Regions from separate parts of the Mus musculus genome. Here regions 1, 3, 4 and 5 are each linked to region 2. Evidence: chromatin contacts called from public ChIA-PET and HiChIP or PLAC-seq data. All regions are on one chromosome and are shown on one strand. Each heading gives the region's core, a stretch centred on a gene start, on an enhancer-like site or on the middle of the called end of the contact. The rest is flanking DNA. Distances are from core to core; before and after follow the strand shown. Region 1 holds the start of Npepps (aminopeptidase puromycin sensitive). Region 2 holds the start of Tbkbp1 (TBK1 binding protein 1). Region 3 overlaps Gm38961 (a long non-coding RNA gene). Region 4 has its middle 39 kb from the start of Socs7. Region 5 overlaps Sp2 (Sp2 transcription factor).

What was found. ChIA-PET counts read pairs in DNA pulled down with a chosen protein or histone mark. HiChIP or PLAC-seq counts read pairs in DNA pulled down with a chosen protein or histone mark.
Region 1: an RNA polymerase II ChIA-PET map of effector CD8 T cells shows a contact between it and region 2, with 29 read pairs. The contact joins the promoter of Npepps here to the promoter of Tbkbp1 in region 2. A contact is called at or near these places in 1 of 39 promoter capture datasets (macrophages), 1 of 484 Hi-C or Micro-C datasets (embryonic stem cells), 4 of 115 datasets of contacts at active chromatin or transcription factors (effector CD8 T cells, embryonic stem cells, memory CD8 T cells and 1 more) and 3 of 9 other capture datasets (adipose tissue, liver and pancreatic islet).
Region 3: an H3K4me3 HiChIP or PLAC-seq map of embryonic stem cells shows a contact between it and region 2, with 28 read pairs. The contact joins the enhancer-like site here to the promoter of Tbkbp1 in region 2. A contact is called at or near these places in 2 of 39 promoter capture datasets (liver and stem cell-derived epiblast-like cells), 3 of 484 Hi-C or Micro-C datasets (the G1E-ER4 cell line and the P5424 cell line), 2 of 115 datasets of contacts at active chromatin or transcription factors (both in embryonic stem cells) and 1 of 9 other capture datasets (adipose tissue).
Region 4: a FOXA1 HiChIP or PLAC-seq map of pancreatic cancer cells shows a contact between it and region 2. The contact joins the enhancer-like site here to the promoter of Tbkbp1 in region 2. A contact is called at or near these places in 2 of 39 promoter capture datasets (the 3T3-L1 cell line and cranial neural crest), 1 of 484 Hi-C or Micro-C datasets (embryonic stem cells) and 2 of 115 datasets of contacts at active chromatin or transcription factors (microglia and pancreatic cancer cells).
Region 5: a contact with region 2 is called in an H3K27ac HiChIP or PLAC-seq map of embryonic stem cells, with 3 times the contacts expected there. The contact joins the enhancer-like site here to the promoter of Tbkbp1 in region 2. A contact is called at or near these places in 20 of 39 promoter capture datasets (the 3T3-L1 cell line, 3T3-L1-derived adipocytes, the HPC-7 cell line and 12 more), 8 of 484 Hi-C or Micro-C datasets (CD4 T cells, cerebral cortex, embryonic fibroblasts and 4 more), 21 of 115 datasets of contacts at active chromatin or transcription factors (T-cell acute lymphoblastic leukemia, bone marrow-derived macrophages, effector CD8 T cells and 9 more) and 3 of 9 other capture datasets (adipose tissue, liver and pancreatic islet).

Annotation. Positions count from the first base shown.
Region 1 is chr11:97,278,884-97,282,581 of GRCm38.p6, forward strand. It overlaps Npepps (aminopeptidase puromycin sensitive), which reads right to left and starts at 1,693. Exons shown (of 23, transcript NM_008942.3): 1 at 1,318-1,693. The coding sequence starts at 1,575. Gm11592 (a long non-coding RNA gene) reads left to right here and starts at 1,811. Exons shown (of 3, transcript XR_001780313.2): 1 at 1,811-2,258.
Region 2 is chr11:97,148,221-97,152,349 of GRCm38.p6, forward strand. Tbkbp1 (TBK1 binding protein 1) reads right to left here and starts at 1,855. Exons shown (of 10, transcript NM_001372531.1): 1 at 1,771-1,855; 2 at 1,142-1,395; 3 at 725-847; 4 at 409-513. The coding sequence starts at 1,366.
Region 3 is chr11:96,897,180-96,900,887 of GRCm38.p6, forward strand. Gm38961 (a long non-coding RNA gene) reads right to left here. Exons shown (of 3, transcript XR_880184.2): 2 at 3,055-3,172. Among named protein-coding and RNA genes, the nearest start is that of Gm38961, 3.5 kb to the right of the region's middle. Within about 2 kb of position 2,397, at least 38 of the 459 cell types and tissues checked have an H3K27ac peak or open chromatin away from gene starts, as enhancers often do. A contact at or near this core is called in embryonic stem cells, where this site is marked.
Region 4 is chr11:97,398,818-97,402,882 of GRCm38.p6, forward strand. No RefSeq gene overlaps it. Among named protein-coding and RNA genes, the nearest start is that of Socs7, 39 kb to the left of the region's middle. Within about 2 kb of position 1,649, at least 84 of the 459 cell types and tissues checked have an H3K27ac peak or open chromatin away from gene starts, as enhancers often do. A contact at or near this core is called in embryonic stem cells and pancreatic cancer cells, where this site is marked.
Region 5 is chr11:96,962,032-96,965,591 of GRCm38.p6, forward strand. It overlaps Sp2 (Sp2 transcription factor), which reads right to left. Exons shown (of 7, transcript NM_001080964.2): 2 at 1,334-1,410. D030028A08Rik (RIKEN cDNA D030028A08 gene) reads left to right here. Exons shown (of 6, transcript NR_003293.3): 6 at 1,540-3,029. Among named protein-coding and RNA genes, the nearest start is that of Sp2, 14 kb to the right of the region's middle. Within about 2 kb of position 1,725, at least 61 of the 459 cell types and tissues checked have an H3K27ac peak or open chromatin away from gene starts, as enhancers often do. A contact at or near this core is called in 3T3-L1-derived adipocytes, adipose tissue, bone marrow-derived macrophages and 5 more, where this site is marked.

The sequences.
Region 1 (3,698 bases), core at 443-2,942, 130 kb after region 2:
AGTGTTTTCTCATAATTCAAACTCATCCCAAGTGTAGGCCCTTTCTCCAAAGGTCACAAGGCACTCTGCTGTGGACAGTGATGCTGCCAGCATCTAAGGCTGGCAAAGCCAATGTTCCAAATCTAAAAGCATACTTTTAAGTTCTGTACTTTTACACAGATTTTCAAACTCGAGTATCATACTTTCTCGGCTTTCAAATCACTCAAATTCTAGTCTACGTTTCTCTCATTTCATTGCAACACACACCCTCCCTCATCTTTTTGGTTGAGGCCTACTGGCCTGGCTTCCTCCACCACTCGTGTTCCCCAACCCCTAGCTGGGGTAGGAAAAGAAACGGAACCAATTCTATTTCCACCACTCCTGTCACAGATAGCTATCAAACAGCTCCCAATTTTCATTTCCGATCTCACGTAACACATCATACCCATGGTTATTTATCGTAACCGTTTGAGACCTCTGTGAGCCATCTATATGGATGGTCTCCGAAATCAAACAATACTGCCAGATAATGCTTCGGGGAGGAGGGAGGAGCGTATGATTCACCAAAAAAACTGCAAAGAAGAGTAATGGAATATTTTCACCAGTGGCAGGCTAAGACTGAGAGCTTTCTTTCAGAAGAGGGGACTGCTAAGCAACCGCCACTGAAGCAATAAATCCACCAGCTTCACAGGTTGCGAGAGCAAGGCGGATAGGAGAAGAGGAGCTAGGGTCCTCCGCGGCTTCTCTGGAGGTTAGGGGAGAACAAAGTCACTGCTGCACTGTCATTTGAGGGGAAGGGGGAGGGGGCGGATCATCCTGGAAACCCGGCCCCTGGGCAGGATCAGGCCGGGAGAACTCGGTGAGGCTGCCTGGGATTAACATTCTCGCTCCACTCCCCCCTGCCCCCAACCTTCTAGACTCGCCCCTCCTCGCTCTCAAGTGCCTGATGACCGCCCCTTCCAACCTATCCCCGGCGGAGTAAAGGGACGACCAGGAAAGAACGCAGTCCGCAGGGGTGCCACCGAGCAGGCAGTCCTAGCCCCTTCTAGTTCCCCAGCCCCCACCCAGCCTCTCCCGGAGCTCGGGGCCCGGAAGGCGGGGACCAGGGGCGCTGCACACAGGTGTGCTGGCCCCCCGAGGGGCGCACCGCCCGCAGACTCCCGCAGCGCGGTCCCCGCCCGGCCGGCCGGCTCGAGGGGCGCGCCGCACCCGCCTCCCGCTCGGTCCCGCGGCCCACGCGCCCAACCCGCCCCGGCCTCCAACCCAGCCCGCGGGCGCGGCCTAACTGCTCGCCCGCCCGCCCGCTGCTCGCCCCCCGGCGCCCGAGGGTCGCAGTACCTGGGCGGCGGCCTCCAGCTTGCCCTCGAAGGTGAAGTCCAGCAAATCGGGCTTGAGGCAGAGGCTGTAGTTGATGGGCGACACCTCGGCGGGCAGCCGCTCGAAGGGCCGCTTCTCCGGCATCGCGGCGAGGCCCAGGCTGTGGAGGCGGCGGCGGCGGCGAGAGGAGCGGCTGAGGAGGAGAAGGAGGGGAGGAGGCGGAGGGCCGAGGAGGAGCAGGCGGCGAGCGAGGGAGGGGACGGCGGCTGCCAGCCACATTCACCGGGCGCGGGCGACCGCCTGCCGAGAGCCGCCGGGGAGGCTGGGGCGGGGGACAGACCCAGCGGGTGCCTGGGCCGGGCGGGCGGGCGGGCGGCGGTGCGGGCGGGCTGCCTACGGGGAAGGGGGCGGAGGGGAGGGCAGGGGAGGAGGGCGGGGAGGGAGGCGGCGGCGGCTGCGTGCGCGACCCCGCGGGGCGGGCGCGACCCCGCTGAGGGCGCGCGCCGAGGGCGGGGCGGGGCGGCGAGGCCGCGGTCGGCGAACGGGGAAGGCGAGAGGAGGCGCTTGGCGCTGCACCTGTCGTCGGCCGGTGGCAGGAAAGAGCCACGAAGGGCATGGAGGAGCTCTGTGGAAAATGGAAGCCTACGCAGCGGTCAAGTCAGCGCGGGGGGGTAGGGGACGCGTGGAAAGAGCCATTCCACCTCAGCGGTGTGAGCCCGACCTGAGGCTTTTTTTTTTCCCTAGGAAATAGCCAGTTGAAGGGATGATCTGAAAACAGTTTTCCGAGGAAACACTTAGTTATTCAAGGTCGCTCCAACCAGTGAAATCTAGACCTTTTAGGAGAGTGGTTTCAAAGACTAGAAATACAGGATCCCACGATTTCATATTTAAAACAAGATGCTTCATTGCTGGGCACGGAGGCTGAGGCAGGACGATCATCATGGGCCAGCCTGGACTACAGAGTGAGTTCCAGAATGGTCTGGGCACACAGTAAGATTTTGATTAAGAAAACACAGATGATAATAATGATCAACTGTCTGTTTCCGGATTTTTCCCTTCCTGTGGTGCTAGGCTTTGAACTCAAAGCCTCTACACAGGCTGGGCAAGCGCCATGCCACTGAGCCACACCCCCACGCCCCTTGTTTTTGTTTCTGCTTTTTTAACTGAAAAGACCCTTTACCAGTTGTGACTTCTGTAAAAGTATCCTAACTGTGGCTCCCTCCATTCTGTAGTTATCTCTAAGACCTATGTTTAAATCAAGGCAAAAATATTCCTAAAAGCGTATTTCTTTTATAGAAACTTGTAAGGTAGAGTCAAAACTAAACAAGCACTGTCCTACAGACATGACACTGTGAGCCACTAGATAGAATTAAAACAACAGAAGTTATTGCACCTCATCTCCCTAGCCCAATATATTCAGATTATAATTTCATCATGTAATGCATTTTAAAGATGCTAATGAGGTGCCTGGCAGTGGTGGTACTGGCTTCTGGAGGCAGAGGCAGGCAGATCTCTCTGAGTTTGAGGCCAGCCTTCACTACAGAGTGAGTTCTAGGACAGCCAGGGCAACACATGGCTAATGCCTACTGTATTGGGCAGCACAGTTGTGGATCCTCAACCTGCCCTGCTTTCCTCCAAAAATCCTACGTGCTTTTTAGAAACACAGATGCAATTCTTAAAGAGACGGGCCTTTAATATGTCTGGAATACTTGCTAACACTTTACACGTTCATTTTATCTCTCAGACGCTCTGTGAGGTGGACCCCCAACCTGTTTTATATATGCAAAAACAGGCACATAGAAAGATCATGACTTGCTCTAGACCTGTGTACAGCTAATAATTGGTGGAGCTGGAATTGAGACCCAGTTGTTTCTGGTTTTCTCCTTGAGAACATTATAAACAGCTTCCTTCATAATTCTGCCAGTTTGGTTTATTCTAATCCAACTGTGTATGATCTCCTCAAAATGTTTGCATTTAAAAAAAAAAAAAAAAACAAAAGGCTTCCTCCTGTCAAAGCAAAATTGATTTATAACCATCTAAGGCTGCCTATGAGCTGTTTACCCTTTAACATCAATTCTACAGTCTAACTCGATTACTGTCTAGCCCTCACAGATTGCTAATTTGCTCAGGAATGAGTGTTTCAGTGGCCTGCTCATCCGTTTTTGTGAAATGTGCGCCCCTCCCTTCCCTCACCTTGCCAGGAAGAGTTCCATTGCAGAACTCCACCCTGCTCTAGCCCTTTCCGATTAGCTCCGGAACTCTGCCGATTCATGTGGACTTGGTCTTATGTTTTGCAATTGAATATTAGGTTTGTAGATCTTTGTAGGATGAGCTAGCAAGAGCTGGCTTGCTTTTTTTTTTATTTTGTTTTTAATGTTTTTTTTTTTTTTTCCTCTTGGACA
Region 2 (4,129 bases), core at 605-3,104:
AAACGGCCACATGGCAACTCTCATCACGCTTGTGCTGGGACTATGGAGAGCTCTGGCACCTCTCTTGTCACTTATACCCTCTCCCAGACACTATACTATACTATAGGTACAGGGTTGATGCAGTGTGAGAGCCAAATACACACACACACACACACACACACACACACACACAGCATCCTAGCCCAAGGTACAGAGTCACCCATGACCCGGATGATACTGTCTCATTCACACGGCAAAGCAGGCATTCACAGACAGGGACGAGTGGATACAGGGAGTGTGCACGCAGCAGAGTGTGTGTGACACACAGGCAGCACACACTCATCGGGTTGGAATGCACGTAGAGAATCACATCACGTCAGATACCTCACACACACACACACACACACACACCCGCTCTCTGGGCCTCACCATCTCCCCCAGCTCTGTCTCCAAGTCGCTTTTCTCCACGCACAGTTTCTCGTAAGCCTGGATCATCTCCCCGAGCTGCTCCTCCTGCTCCTTACTCTTCTGCAACTGGGTAGGCCCGGAGAGGTGTGCCAGGGTCAGGACCAGCCTTGACAGGGAGCAGAGGGGGCTCCCAACCTCCCCAACCCTATTCCCAATAGAAACAGGAAGCGCTGAAGCTGATTTAGGGAAGGCGGGGGCAGGGCGGGGTTGAGGGCAAAGTGAGGGAAGCAGGAGGCTAAGGGAGTGGGGTTGGCTGGGAAGCGAAGCAAGGGCTTACCTCGTGTTGGAATTGGTTGAGTCGTTGCTGCAGACTGACCTTCTCCACCTCCAGCAGGGAGCCATCCTTGAGTTCATACAGAGGGAAGCCATGCTCCTCTCCAAAATCAGTGATCAGCGGATACTGTGGGAGGGTCGTCCTCTGAGAAGCCTGGCTTCCCATCCCAGGACCGCTCTGTCCCCCAACCCCACTGCCAGCTTCACAGGCGCCTCTCCCCGCCCCCTCCAATGGGACCCACCACTCCAAAGCTGGGCTCCTCCTCCACCCCTGAGATTGGCTGCAGGAGCAGAGCTCCTCATCCCCAAGGCAGCCACTTCTTCAGGGACCAGGCAGCCTCCAGTGCTGGCCACCTCTTGGGACCCTCCTGCCCTTGCAGGCAACTACAAGCTCAGCTCGCCATCACATCTAGGTTCTGACCTTGATCTCATAGACTTTGAGGCGACGGCGGAGGGTGGCATTCTCCCTCTCCAGGCCTCCTAGCCTTTCCTTGATGTCTCCGTAGGCTGTGATGAGGGCAAAGTGGGAGGCAGAACACATGTCCCCTCCCAGGGACGGGTCTCCAGGACCATCCAGCCACACCTCACTGGGCCCCAAGGCCTCTTGGGTCAGGATGCTGATGTCATCTTCAAACATGGACTCCATGGTAAGGGCTTCAGCCCACCCTGGGCCTCCTGAGAGTGCAGGAACAGAGTAAAGAGGACCACCTGCTCTTTGTTCCCAACTCTTCCATGCTGGTCTGAGGAACCTGTGGTAGCTGGGGAGCTTCAGCCAAGAGACAGATCTCACAACTAACTCTCTCTCTCTCTTCTCTCTCAAGTTTCTGCCCTATCCCCTGCTGTGACTGCTTATAGAAGGAAATGGAACCAGATAGACGTCATGAGTGGAGTGGGGGACAACTGATAAACAGGACCAAGGATCAGGGGCAGGGAGGAGAGACCTGTGGACAGATGGGAGGGAGGGCTGCTGTCCCAGCATTGGCACAGCCCAGAACCTGCCTAGACTACTCGGCTTGGTCTCCTCCCCAGACCTCCCTTTTCCCCAAGTACCTCGACAGCCGCCAAGATTCCCATCCCAGGCCTCTGTCGCCTGCTCCTAAGGAAGGCTAGTCCCGCTAGGCAGCCTGGCCTCTGTGGCCCCCGCCCAACTTCCTCCCGCAGGATCCCAGAGTTCAGGAAAAGGAAGTGCCTCCCCAAGTGCGCCGGGGCTGTGGCAACCGTCCAGGCGCAGACCTACAGGAAGTCCTTGGCTGAGTGTCAGAGGCAGCAAACTGGGCAAGGGGGCCTAGGAGAACCGAGACCATTAAGGGAGACTCCAGCTTGTCCTATTGTGCCTGCACTCAGGGAAATGGGGAGCCCTGGGAGGGGGGCAGGAATGACTCAGGGCTCCCAAAACGAGTAGGCAGCGAGGGGGTGCGTGTGTACATCTCCGGGCCCTTGTTTATGAATGTGTGGCTGTGGCTGCCATGTGGGGGGGAGTGTGTGTCTGTGAATGAGTGTAGGTGTGCCGCCGTCAATGAGTGCTTTTGCGGGGCGGAGGACCGGGGTCAGCGCGGAGTTCGGGAGTGACCAGAGGTTGTGTATGTGTGTGTGTGTACGTGTGTGTGCGCGCGCGCGCGTGTGAGCACGCGTGCGTGAGCGTGTGGGTAGGGTGGGCACGTTCGGGCCGAGTGTCACGTGAGGCACTATGGGAATGTCCGAGGTGTGTGCGCGCGCTGGAGCGTGTGTGCGCTCCGGCGAGGGGGCTCGGTCCGAAGGCGCGAGTTCCGACAGTGCAGGCCTCGGGTCCCCCATCCCCCAGCCTCGGCTAAGTGCCGGAGCGACAGACGCGTGTGACAGGTCTGAGTAAGGAGCGTGTGCGCGTGTTTGAAGGGCTGGCCCCACCTTTAACCCTCTCTTGCCCACGCCACCCCTCCCCCTACTCTGCCGACCAGAGCTCACTACACACCCCACCCCCATCCCTGCCCACGATCTCCGGCCATCACCCCCACTCTCGAGGACTCCGTGTCCCCACACACCCCGGCCGTGCGACCCGAGCTGCCTTCCTCCGCATCCTGGGGCCGCGCGCCGAGCGCCCGCGCAGGCTACTGGGGAGGGGGCGCCCGTCCCCGCCTGGCCCCTCCGGCGGCCCCTTTAAGAGCGGCTCTTTAAACCCCCTCGGGCTCGGCGGACAGAAACTGTCGCCCCTCCCCTCTGTGGGGCCGAGACCGCGCAGCCCCCTCCCCCACCGCGGCCGGGCTCCGGGCGGGCTACTGAGCGGCAGCCGCCCCGCAGGCCGGAGGCTGCGGGCAGCGGCGCAGGACCCTTCCCCACTCTGCTCCCGGGCGCAGCGCCCGCCCACCCGCGCCCGGGCCCCGGCCTCCCGCGCCCCAAGCCGCCCCGGCCCGCCGCGCCCCTCCCCCTCCCCCAGCCCGGGCCCCGGCCCGCACTCACGGCTGCCGCGGGCTCCTGCTCGCAGTCGCAGCGCACCCCTCCGCCGGCTCCCTCCCCTGACGGGCCCCAGCGCCCCCACCCCCTGGCACCGCGCGCCGCTCCGCGCCCTGCCGCCGCCGCCGGGTCTCTCCCCACCCCCTCCCCTCCCCTCCCGGCCCCCTCCCTCCCGCTCGCCCGCCCCGCTCCTCCTCCGCCGCCGCCGCCGCCGTCTCCTCCGCCTCCTCCTCCCCGGCTGCTCCGGGTCTCTCCAGCTGGACCGGCGCCCGGGACCCCGCGGTTGCCACCACCACGTGGCGAGGGGCGGCGGCCCCCGCGGTGCGGTCCGGCTGAGGCTGGCAGCGCGCCGGGCGCCCACCAGCTCCCCGCCGTGCGGCCTCCCCTCCCCGCCGACCGGCGCAGTGTCTGCGGACCGTGTGCTGGGGCGCCTCGGGGCAGGACTTGGGGTTGCACATTTTGGAAAGAAGTGGAGCTGTTTATTTGGGGGAAATATTTTTATTTTTTTATTGGTCTTCGGAGAAGAAACATCACTAGACTATGTACTCTTTGCTCTCGTAGGAAGGGGCATCGAAGTAATCTATCTATTTGAACACAGAGACATTAGAGTTAAATCTAACTTTGAAAGTGAGCGTGAACTAAGGAGATAAAATGTTCATTTGGGAAGACGGACATCCCTTCCAAGCCCTTTAAAGACACTCCCAGAGGCCAGAAAGATGAAGAAACACCATACCTCGCCCTTTACACAAAGATTTGAGCACCTGCCAAACTGCCAGGCAGAAGATAAGTCTTTTTGCCACGTTCCCACTGTGTGTGACCTTGGGCAAGTTACTTCACCTCTGACTTAGACAGGAGATCGTTCCGGACAGGCCACCCCAAGGGGGAAAGAATAGAGATCAGACGCCAAGGTGCCCTGCAAGTGCCGGGGAGATGTTAATGAGTCATTTTCGTTCCCTGGTGGATTAAGAACCGTGGACAGAGG
Region 3 (3,708 bases), core at 1,147-3,646, 250 kb before region 2:
CATCATTAAGAGCCTCCGTCTACATGGACAAAATGGGCGATTTCCCATCACCCAAACAAGAGTTACTGTGTGTTATTTCTTACCCCAAATCAGAATACGCGTCCAGCGTGGGAGGGAGAAGGATTCTTAGGGACAAAGGTTTGGAATATTTGGAATGAGCACAGTTCTGGAAATGAGATCCACAGAGATGTGATGAGAAATCAATACAACTACTGACCCTTGTGTGGCAGGGCCAGTGGTCAGGTTCTTTTCTGAGTGTTTTCCCAGGCGGGAGTTGTGGAGCCTCTCACCTTAGGCAGTAGCTACTCTGATTCTTAGTTGCTTCTAACCTGAGGAGAGCCACACTCACAGCCAGAAGTGAAGAGCCCAAGGTGTGGTTCATCCAGGCTGGCCAGCCGTGCTGGTCTATGTTTCCACCCACTGGATGACCTGGAATACGTTTCTCTAGGGAAGGAACCTTATTTGTAATTATCGAGAGTGTCCTGGCTTGATTGACAATATGAAGCATCAGAGCTCCTTCCTGCGCTCAGAGGAAATGGCTCTGGAGGTAACAGTATAGCTCTGCCCCACGCACCCGGGCATGCACATCCACACTCGGGAACACAAGATAAATAGAATTATCACTGAAAATGCTTTTTAAAAAAAAAACTATGCTTACATATATGTCTGTCTAAAAGACATAGAGGCCAGAGGTGTGCATTCTTCCTGGACAAAAAGTTACAGGCAGTTACAGGGAGCTGTCTGGTGTAGGTAATAGGGATTGAACTCAGGCCTCTGGGAGAGCACGCAGTACTCTTAACTACAGAGCCATCTTTTCAGCCCAAAACGTTTTTTTTTTTTTTAATCCTTTTTTAATTAGCTATTTTCTTCATTTACATTTCAAATGCTATCCCGAAATTCCCCTATACCCTCTCCTTACCCTGCCCCCCAAAATGTTTTCTTTTGTTTAGTTTTCCCTAAAGAATTTGCTCCTAAGGGACAGCTGCAGCTTGGGGTGGGGGTGGGGGATGTGCGTCTCTGAGAGGTGAGCACTGCAGGACCTGGCTTGTACATGAATACACTACCACGTGCGGCTCTCATTCCCACTTAAAGGTGAGCATGCCACGCAGGAGATATCTCAAGCCAGGCATTGGTCACAGAGATGCAGGAAGTTAGGGCATTTTCACTGCAAACAAAATTAGCAGCCTCTTTTGAAAGACTCCTAGAGATATTCTCAATAGGAGACCCTACCTAAGGTCATGGGCAGAAACCTGCTCTGTTGCTATGGTAACCTTTCTTGAGGCAGGGTCTTATGGAGCCCAGGCTGGGCTCTAACTTAAGCATCCTAGGATGATGTCAATTTGAACTTCTGATCCTCCTGCCTCCACCTCCCAAGTGCTGGGATTACAGGCATGTACCACTATGCCCAGCTATTTTAACATTTTTATCTTAAAATATTTCTCCATTAAAAAAATACACTGCCAGGGGGCTGGAGAGATGGCTCAGTAGTTAAGAGCACTGGCTGCTCTTCCAGAGGTCCTGAGTTCAGTTCCCAGAGACCACATGGTGGCTCACAACCATTTGTAATGGGATCTAATGGAACCTTCTAGTGTGTCTGAAGTCAGCTATAGTGTGTACTCATACACAAAATAAAGAAATCTTTTAAAAAGTTACATTATATATGATATATGTAATTTTATTATATATATGTATGTATGTGTGTATATATATGTGTGTGTTTGTGTATATATATACATATATATATATATATATATATATATATAGAGAGAGAGAGAGAGAGAGAGAGAGAGAGGATATATATGTATAGATCCTCTATGTCTGTAACTTTCACAACAAATGTTAGTTATACTGGAGTTTGATTTTCAGCTGATAGGAGGCTTCAAAAGACCCTGGATTGATCGAGGGCTCTTTCTTCTCCATGTCCCTATATTTTTCTCCTTTTTTTTTTTTTTTTTTTCCTTTCCAACTTCAAAAGCAAGCAAAGCCCAGCTTCAAAGGCAAGGCTGACTATGCAGACCCCACTACCCTTTAGAGTTTCTCAGCTTCCCTGCCAAGACTTTATAGTTGTTATAGCTCAGGCTTTCACTCAACCAAGCTCCCGTACAGGAGGCTAACCATTTCTAAGTTGCCCGGACTCCTAAGTGTGGGATTCTGGGCCCTGAGACCCAGCCTGAGAGAGGCAGAGACAGGGGAGACACAAGGAGTCATTTAATTCTACATTAAAAAAGACGGTCCCCTCCCCGCGCACATCCCTCCTCCTCCTCCCGCCCCAGCTCCCTTCCAATCACATCAGAGACCCCAGAGGGGGCTTGACCTCTGTCCTCCAGGGAGGTCAGCTGGAGTGACCCTGTCTGTGTGTAGGATCCCGTGAGAGAGACCCAGCTGCAGACCCTGGAGGGCTGAAGCACACCCTGAAACGGGGCCGGGGTCACTGAGGGCAGCCTAGGCAGAGGGAGGGGCTCCGCTGGCCCTTTGTGAGCAGAGGAACAGGCGGAGATTCGTTCCACAGGCAGTGCCTGTGTCTCCAGAGAAAAGGCCTATTATGGACCGGCTAAAAATACAGGGCACAACCCACCCCACCCCACCTCCCCTTTTATTGCCATGGAGATGAAGGGTGGGCTCTGGATGGTAGAGAGCCAAAGAGGGGAAAGAAAGGCAGGTGAGGAAGGGGAGGAGATGGGAGAGAGAAGTGGAGAAGCCAGCGGGAGGGGGTCAGGGGGAGAGGCAGGATCTACTAGAGTGGCTGGTGGGGGGTCCCCAAGTTTCCCCTTTTCCCCTCCGCATCCTGCCTGCTGGGTCAGACACTGCCTGGGGTCTGTGAGGGCAAAGAATGGCTTGTTCACTACTCTGTAGCTAGGCCTGTGACCTTTGAGATGATGGGAATGAATAGGCAAAGTGGCTACATGGCAGACAGCTGACAAACAGCTGCCAGGCTTCACCCGGCTCCTACACACACCAAGTGTCCCAAATCACTGACTCTTCAAGGCATCTGACCCCCACCCATCTTCTGAACATCCACAAACATTGATATGATGTCAGCTAAGTTCCGCTTACCTGTGCCTTTCTGAGGTATCTTCCGTTCTCAGAGAGGGCGTCCTTCTATGAGGTGCAAATATGTCTCCTGCTGTTACATGAACCCCATGGGGCCTCCACAGTGAGATAAGCTGGGTCCCTAACATAAAAAATGACCAAAGTTTGGCAGTTCTTGAAATGAAGTATTTGGGGGGGAAAAAGCTACCGGGAAGACCATGGCTGGGGGTGGGGAGCCGTAGTCCACAGTTGAGAAAGTATCAAAGGTTAGTAAAAGTTCTGGAGTGAGAAGTGATTGTGGCCATTATCACATATGGCCTAAACACCTTGGTGGGCCACAGGGAAGCTGTCTGAAGATGCCAGGATCCTGGGCACTGCTTCAGTGTGAACACAGAAAGTCCTGGGCAAGGACTTCATACATTTCACCAACTGGATGTTCAGGTAAGTGTGCAGGCCAATGGACAGGGACAGAATCCACTTAGAACTTGCTCAAGGATCATGGCTGCTCTGCAGTTCTGGGCCTGAAGAGCCTTTCTGCGAGTTAGAAAAGCCTCTGTGATCTCAACTGGGATAGCTAGCATCTAGCCTCTTCCTCTTATTGGAGGTGGAAGAGAAGGTGATACTCAGGCTGATATCGAGGGTGTCCCAGTCTGGAGATATTCAAGGATTCATAAGTGA
Region 4 (4,065 bases), core at 399-2,898, 250 kb after region 2:
GCAACCATCCTGGTGAGGCTGGCTGTAAGGCTGGCTTGCTGCTTTTTCATTTTGCCCTCCCAGCTCCTGGGCAAGGCCTGTTGCTTTCCTTAATACCTCAGGTGTGTTCTGGGAACTACTTTAACCCCTATCTACCCTCTCCCTCTCTCTCCTTTTTTTTTTTTTTTAAGATTTATTATTTATAAGTACACTTGTAGCTGTCTTCAGACACACCAGAAGAGGGCGTCAGATCCCATTACAGATGGTTGTGAACCACCATGTGGTTGCTGGGACTTGAACTCAGGACCTTCAGAAGAGCAGTCCGTGCTCTTAACCGCTGAGCCATCTCTCCAGCCCTCCCTTCTCCCTCTTATCCTGCTTCCTGCTTGAGGGGCCATTGGGCTACCTGGAAATTGTCTGCAGGTTTCCTGCTGAATTCTCTGGGAAGCCACTTCCCTAAGTGAATCACAGGGGGACTTCTAGGAGTCTCCGTGTAGCCCTGGCTGTCCTGGGACTTGCTCTATAGGCCAGGCTGGTCTTGAACTCAGAGATCTGTCTGCCTCTGCCTCCATGAAGGTATGTGCCACCACCACCACCTGGCCAGGCAGTCCCCTTTTTATCCAAACAGTTTCAGCAATTTACCAAGAGCTCTTGCTTCCTGCTTCCTCCCTCCAATTCTTTTTTTTTTAAGATTTATTTATTATATGTAAGTACACTGTAGTTGTCTTAAGATACACCAGAAGAGGGCGTCAGATCTCGTTACGGATGGTTGTAGCCCCATGTGGTTGCTGGGATTTGAACTCAGGACCTTTGGAAGAGCAGTCAGCGCCCTTAACCACTGAGCCATCTCACCAGCCCCCCTCCCTCCGATTCTTAAAAAAACAAAAAAATTCCAGGGGCTGGAAAGAAGGCTCTGTAGCTAACAGCACTGTTCTTGCAGGGGACCCAGGTTTGGGTTCTCAGCACCCAAACCTCAGACATGGTGGCTCTCAGCCATCTGTAATTCCGAACCAGGGTGTTTGAGTCTTTCTTCTGGCCTCCACTGGACACCAGACACAGCTGGTACAGATACAGACTTGCAGACAAAACATTCATATAAGCCTTTAATGTGGTGGTGGTGGCGCACGCCTTTAATCCCGGCACTTGGGAGGCAGAGGCAGGCAGATTTCTGAGTGAGTTCCAGGACAGGCTACACAGAGAAACCCTGTCTTGAAAAAAACAAAACAAAACAAAAACAAAACATTCATATACATAAATCTTAAAAAATAAAATTCCTTCTAGTCAGGCATGGTGGCACATGCCTTTAATCCTAGCACTCGGGATGCAGAGGTAAGTGGATCTCTTATGACTTCAAGGCCAATCAGAGTTACACAGTGACTCCCTGTCTAAAAAACAATCCACCCCCCCCCCAAAAAAAAAAAAAAACCAACAAACTCCAAGCCACATGTGAGGGCCTGTGAAAAGGTTTAGCAGGTACGGTACTTGTTGCCAAGGCAACCTGAGTTCAATCCTTGGAATCTATACGATGGACTTGGCTGTGGTTGGCCAAACTGAACCAGGCAGTGAACCCTCAACAGGGAAGGGAATGCCGAGGAGGCATCCCGCTGGACGCAGGACAGGATCTTCGAGTCACCCGGTTCTGGGGCTCGGGCTGGAGGCGTGGCGACCGGGAGTCGCGGGGGTGAGGGTGGGGTCTACCACGAGGTTGCGAGGGAGGAAGAGTGGGCGTAGCCGAGTGCGCCTTTGAGCTGCTTCTGCCACCTAGTGGCTCTTCTGAGCCAGGCCACCCAGCTGCAGTTTGGTGAGGCTGGGATAAATATTCACAAACAGCATCTCCAGTCCTGGTCTGTGGCCGGATTTCTCCTTGGCTAGTTGGGGACCCTGGCTTGTCCCGAATCCTCTACCTGACGCGAGGGACAAAATCCTTTCTAAGATGCAGGAAGAGCCATGTTTTTTTAGACTCACTGGCGATGTATAGAGCTGAGACTGACAACCCTACCCTATGGTGGGTGCCACCCTCACTCCCCGACTTGACGATGGCCAATGACAGATGCTGGGACCCCTGCCCGGCTTGGTATCATCTTAGGATTCGGTGTAATTCTCTAAATATATGTTGTTCTGTGTCTCCTCCAGCCTCCCTCGCCTCCTCCTGGGGGGTGGGGGGGACACGTGCGGGGGGGGGGGGGATTTGCCCTCTTGTCTCTAAGATGACAAGAGACAGCAGGCACTGGAGACCTGCTGGAGAAGGCCAACAGGGCCTGTGCATCTATCTCCTGGGTCTCTTGTCCAGCCCTTGCCTACGGGAGAAGGCGGTTTGTACTGAAGTCTTCATTGCATCATGTCAGGGCAGATGCAAGGATTTGGGGAGGGGCTAGGAGGGTGAAGAGCTTCGGGAGGGATCCAGTGGTAGTCAGATGAAGGGGGCGGGGCTGGGGCTGGGCTGTCAGGCATCCAGGGACACCTGTGTACACTCTCTGGTGCCTGCCACCTTCCCCGACTGACACCCACTTCACTCTCCAGGCCTGGCAGCCTCAGCTGCACCCGACCAGATTGCATCATGCCTGGCTTTGTTCTCACAGACAGCAGGTGCAGGAGGAGCAGCCTCTTCCCTCTCATCCTTTCCACTCCCTCCCAGGCCACCCTCCTTTCTCCCTTCAGGGCTCTCTACTTGCTATTAGAGGGAAGAAGGCAGAGTAGGCTATACCACTGTGGTCCTCAAAAAAGCAACACCAGGTGGCATAGCAGAATATGGACTATCAGAATTAAATGACAAGGTCAGAACCGTTCTCTTGCTTCTAAAGCTAAAAATAACGAGCTGAATTAATTCAACCCTTGTAGGAAGTATGAATCGTATGTGGCTCATTCATGTGGACCTAGAACTTCCTGCCCCTATTTTTGTATAATCTTTTCTACAATCCTGTGAGATGGTGCCACTGTCACCTGTTTTGTGCCAGAGTGCAGAGAGGTGACAATACAAGAAGACCACAGGGCCACTCGGGCCCTTGGACTTGAATCTTGGTCTATTTTCTTTTAGACAGACTTAAAGGACGACCAAGAGATGGTTGGGAAATTCCATGCTGACTGAGCCTGAACATTTTCTTTAAAAGGAGTCTTGAAACTGGGAACAGTGACTCATGCCTACATTCCTAGCACTTGAAGCTGCAGGAGGAGGTGCCATGAGTTCAAGATCAGCCTGAGCTTCATAGTGAGTTTGAGGCCAGCCTAGGTTACAGAGTGAGACCTTGTCTGAAAATGTTAGAAAGCCAAATGGGTGGTGGTGTGCCCAGCACACTCCTCAGGAGATAAGGGTTCCTTCTTGTCTCTTAATTTGAGCAAACAACTAATGTGAGCTACCTACTGAGAAACCTGGCTGTGCCTGCCCAGTTGGCCACTGCTTCTTCACTCTGGTGGTGCTGTATGTAGGCTTTGACTTAGGCAGGGTGTGAAAGGGTACGAGTGTGTCCAGATGTATGCCCCCAACCCACCTCTGGCCACACCTCCCACACCTCCACCCTTGCCACCACTGCCTCTGCCAGGGATGTTAGTTGGGCTAGTAGGATTCTATATAATGACCCCAAAGGCTGGGCAAAGATGGTAGATGGTACTGTTCCTTCTCTTTATAAGGACTATTTGTAAATCTTCCTATGGTGTTCAGAGTGTGGTGGGAGGGTTGGGAGGTTGTATACTTGTTTTCCCCGTGACAGGATTTCTCTGTGTAGCCCTGGCTGTTCTGGAATGTGCTCTGTAGACCAGGCTGGCCTCGAACTCCCGGCTTTGGAGTGTTGAGAATTTAACATTGGACTTTGACAGCCAAGCTGGCATGAATTTGACTAACAGGACTCTGTTTCTCAGAGCCAGACCTGCATATTTAGGGGTTGACCTTGCAAAGCACTGGCCGAGCAGCAGCCTGGAAATGGGGGTGGCCGCTGCACCCTGCTTTCATTTCCTGGTCATTGAGAGAAAAGGAGAGGGAAGCCAATGGGAAGGAACATAGTCTGGCTTCTGCAGCCAGAGTCCAGCTCCTCCAGGGTCTGGGAGAGGCCAGCTGGGGGGTGGGAGCATGCTTGCTCGCTGACACTCCTGTCT
Region 5 (3,560 bases), core at 475-2,974, 190 kb before region 2:
GGAGTGAGATGGGCTGACTAGCCAGACACTCTGCCCTCACGAGCCTCTCTTCTCAGCAGCTTCCCCACCCCTGTGGCAAGCTATCACTCACACACACACACACACACACACACACACACACGTGCGCGTGTCCTGCATTGGCTCCTGCTGGTTTCTCCATGAAGTGAAGGAACTCAGTGTAAAACACCCCAGAAGCAGCCTTGGACACCACACAGCAACAACACAGGCTGTTCTCCCCCCCACCCCCCCACCCGCCCTGCTGGCCTAGTGTCGGCAGGGATAACAACACACCCAGGTATCAGATACCTGGAATCAGTTGGAATTCTACCAACTCAGTACAAGGAGGAGAGGAGAGCTGATGGGGAGGGAAGATGACATGAACTTGCTCTCGGTAAAAGGTTTCTGGTTTTGTTCTGGAGTGTGTATTATATACATGTATGTGTTCATGTGGAGGGTGTGTGGGTATAGCCGAATCAGCATAGGTGGAGTAGGTAGAGGCCAGATATGTTAATGAAGTCTCACTCTTTGACTCTCCCTTGTTTATTAAATTGTTATTTATTTAATGTATGTGGGTGTTTTTCCCACATGTATGTCTATGCCTTACTCAAGTACTTGTACTTGGTGCTTTCAGAGGCCAGAGAGGGTGTCAGATCACTTGATCCTGGAGTATGAGCTATCATATCAAACCCAGGCCTCTGGAGGAGCAGCCAGCGCTCTTAAGCCACTGAGCACCTCTCTACCTCTTTTTTTCTTTTTGGCTTTTCAAGACAGGGTTTCTCTGTGTAGCCCTGGAACTCACTTTGTAGAACAGGCTGGCCTCGAACTCAGGAATCCGCCAGCCTCTGCCTCCCGAGTGCTGGGATTAAAGACATGCGCCACCACGCCTGGCTCTCTCCACCTCCTTTGCCGTCATTTTTGAGACAGGGTCTCTTACTGAATCTGAAACTCACTGACTGGGCAAGACTAGTTGGCCAGTAAGCCCAGTGGAGCCCCTCTGTCTGCCTCTCGAATGCCAGGATTATAGGTGTGTACTACCAAGCCCAGCCCAGCGGTTTACACGGGAACTTGGAATTGAACTCAAGAACTCATGCATGTGCAGCAACTTTACTAAGAGCCATGGCCCCAGCCCCAGAGGTCACGGGTAACACAACTCTTTTTGCCTGACCCAACTTTGACATCTTAGACAGGTGTCTATGTCTTAGTTCAGAAATGAGAACAAGTGAATCTCCCTGGGTGTCTGCAGTGAGAGCGAGCGGGTCTGAGTAAGGCAGAAAACCCACTTCATCAACCCGCCGGGCTCTGGCCCTGCCCTCAGAGAGCACCGTGCACTTGCCTGGGTAGTAGCAGCAGCAGGCTGCAGGTAGTCACTGGGACTGACAGCAGCAGTGGCGGCCATGCTCATCTGTGGATCTGCTGGGAGAAAGATGGAATGATGTAAGAAACACACCACAGGAGAACCCAAGGCCCCTTGCCTCCGCTTTTTAAATTAAATTAATTTTTTTTTTTTTTTTTTTGCCTCTGTTGCTGCTTTTCCAACAGGTTAAGAGCTTTTCCTGCAAGGCCCCGCTCGAGCATCCCAGCCCCGGGCTTGCCAGGGTGAGCTTTTCCTTTGCTTACACTCATCGATTCAGGCCAGGCCTGCCTTCACCACACTCCCCACACCATCTAAGATGAGGAGAACTGGGAGACTCGTGTGTCGGTCCGGCTGTGCTGAGTCCAGAGTGCCCCCTGGTGGACACTGGTAGCCCTCTAAATCTGAATCTCTTCATTGGGGCAGAGCCTCTAGGCTTGTGCTAAGGCAGGCTACCAGCTCAATCCAGCGGGAGCTAGATGCAAGCCAGTCTGGGAAAGAAGAAAGGCAAGGCCAGCATTCCTGAGCAGCAGGACATAGCTGTCCTACTCTAAAGGCTGTCTGTCTGCTCAACCTTCATCAACCTTCACACAGAGACACAAGGGCCTCCAGGAACCAGAAGACGGCAACTCCTTTAAGCCAGCAGTTCTCAGCCTATGGGTCGTGACCCATTTGGCAAACCTCTCCAAAAGTATTTACATGACACTTCGTAAGAGTAGCAAAAGTATGGCTGTGAAGTGGCAGAAAAAATAATGTTATGTTTGGGGGTCACCACAACATGAGGGACTGCACTAAAGGGTTGCTGCGTAAGGAAGGCTGAGAAGCGCTGCCTTAAGTGGACTAACCCCTTTACCCAGGACAACTGATCTGACTGTGTAGGTCATAGACTCAGCAGGGCTAACAACTACATGGAAGAATGAACACTTTCCACTTTTGTGTATATGCAGTAATAGCTGGCAGAATTTTTCTCTTCTCATTTCCCCACAACTGGATAGTTGACCTCCATATCAACAGGTTCTGTAGCCACAGATTCAACCAACCATGCATCAAGAAATGTTGGTGCTACATAATCTGCAGATGACTTAAGGTATGCGGCAGATGTGCAACTTACAGGTAACTTCTATACATTATATATAAGTCTTGAGCATCTACGGGTTCTGGAATCTCCAGGAGCTCCTGTGGGTACCAAAGGATCACTGTATCCTCCTATAATTTTTAAACTTTAATTTTACTTTATTTGAGACAGGAATCTTGCACCATATCCCAGGTTGGCCTGGGACTCGTTTACTAGTCTCTCAAGGGCTGGGATTACAGGTGTGTGCCACCAGGCCCAGCCGCTTACTTTTGATAAGAGAGAAACTAAGAGTACTGGCTATTCTTCCAGAAGACCCATGTTCAAGTCCCAGCACCCACATGGTCATCACAATCCTCTGTATCTCCAGTTCCAAGGGCTGGCCTCCTCTAGCCTCCAGTGCAGGATGCACATATGCAAGTGGTGTAAAACGTACATGCAGGGGAAAACCCATACACATAGCATTTTAAACAAATAAAGGGCAAGCAAGAGGCTGGATGTGGTGGCACACGCCTTTAATCTCAGCACATGGGAGGCAGGGGAAACTGGATCTCTAGGAGTTTGAAGCCAGCCTGGTCTACATAGTGAGCCCATTAAAAAAAATCCAAAAAACAAAAAACAAACAAACAAAAAAAGAAAGAAAAAGAAGAAAGAAAGGAAAATGAAGCCCTAAGAGCTCTGGGTGAAGACTCTGCCATGGTAAGAGTCATAAATCACTAAGGCAAAGCAACTGGGAAGTCAGGCTGGTATCTTAGACATTAAGAAAGCAAATTCCAGGAAACAGAGAGATGGGGAAGACTCAAGGGACAGAAGCTCAGGAACTGACCCCAAGTCAGGAGTCTATGAGGACAGAGCTCAGGCAGAAACAGAACTATAGTTTGGTGAGGACAGAAGTACCACCATTCATGGCTTTTTTCAGGCCCCTGAAAGGTAGAAGGTAAAGAAAGAGAAACAGGCAGGCTGGCTGGCCAGGAAGCAACACAGTGCCTTCAGTGGTCACCAGGCCCCAAGCCATGAGATGCAGCAGAACAAGGGTGATCCTGCGATGCTGCCAACTGGGAGGCCAGTGGATGGTTCTGCGCAGTGGACACATAGATTCTAGGATATTACAGACACGGATCCCTGTAAAATCATTGC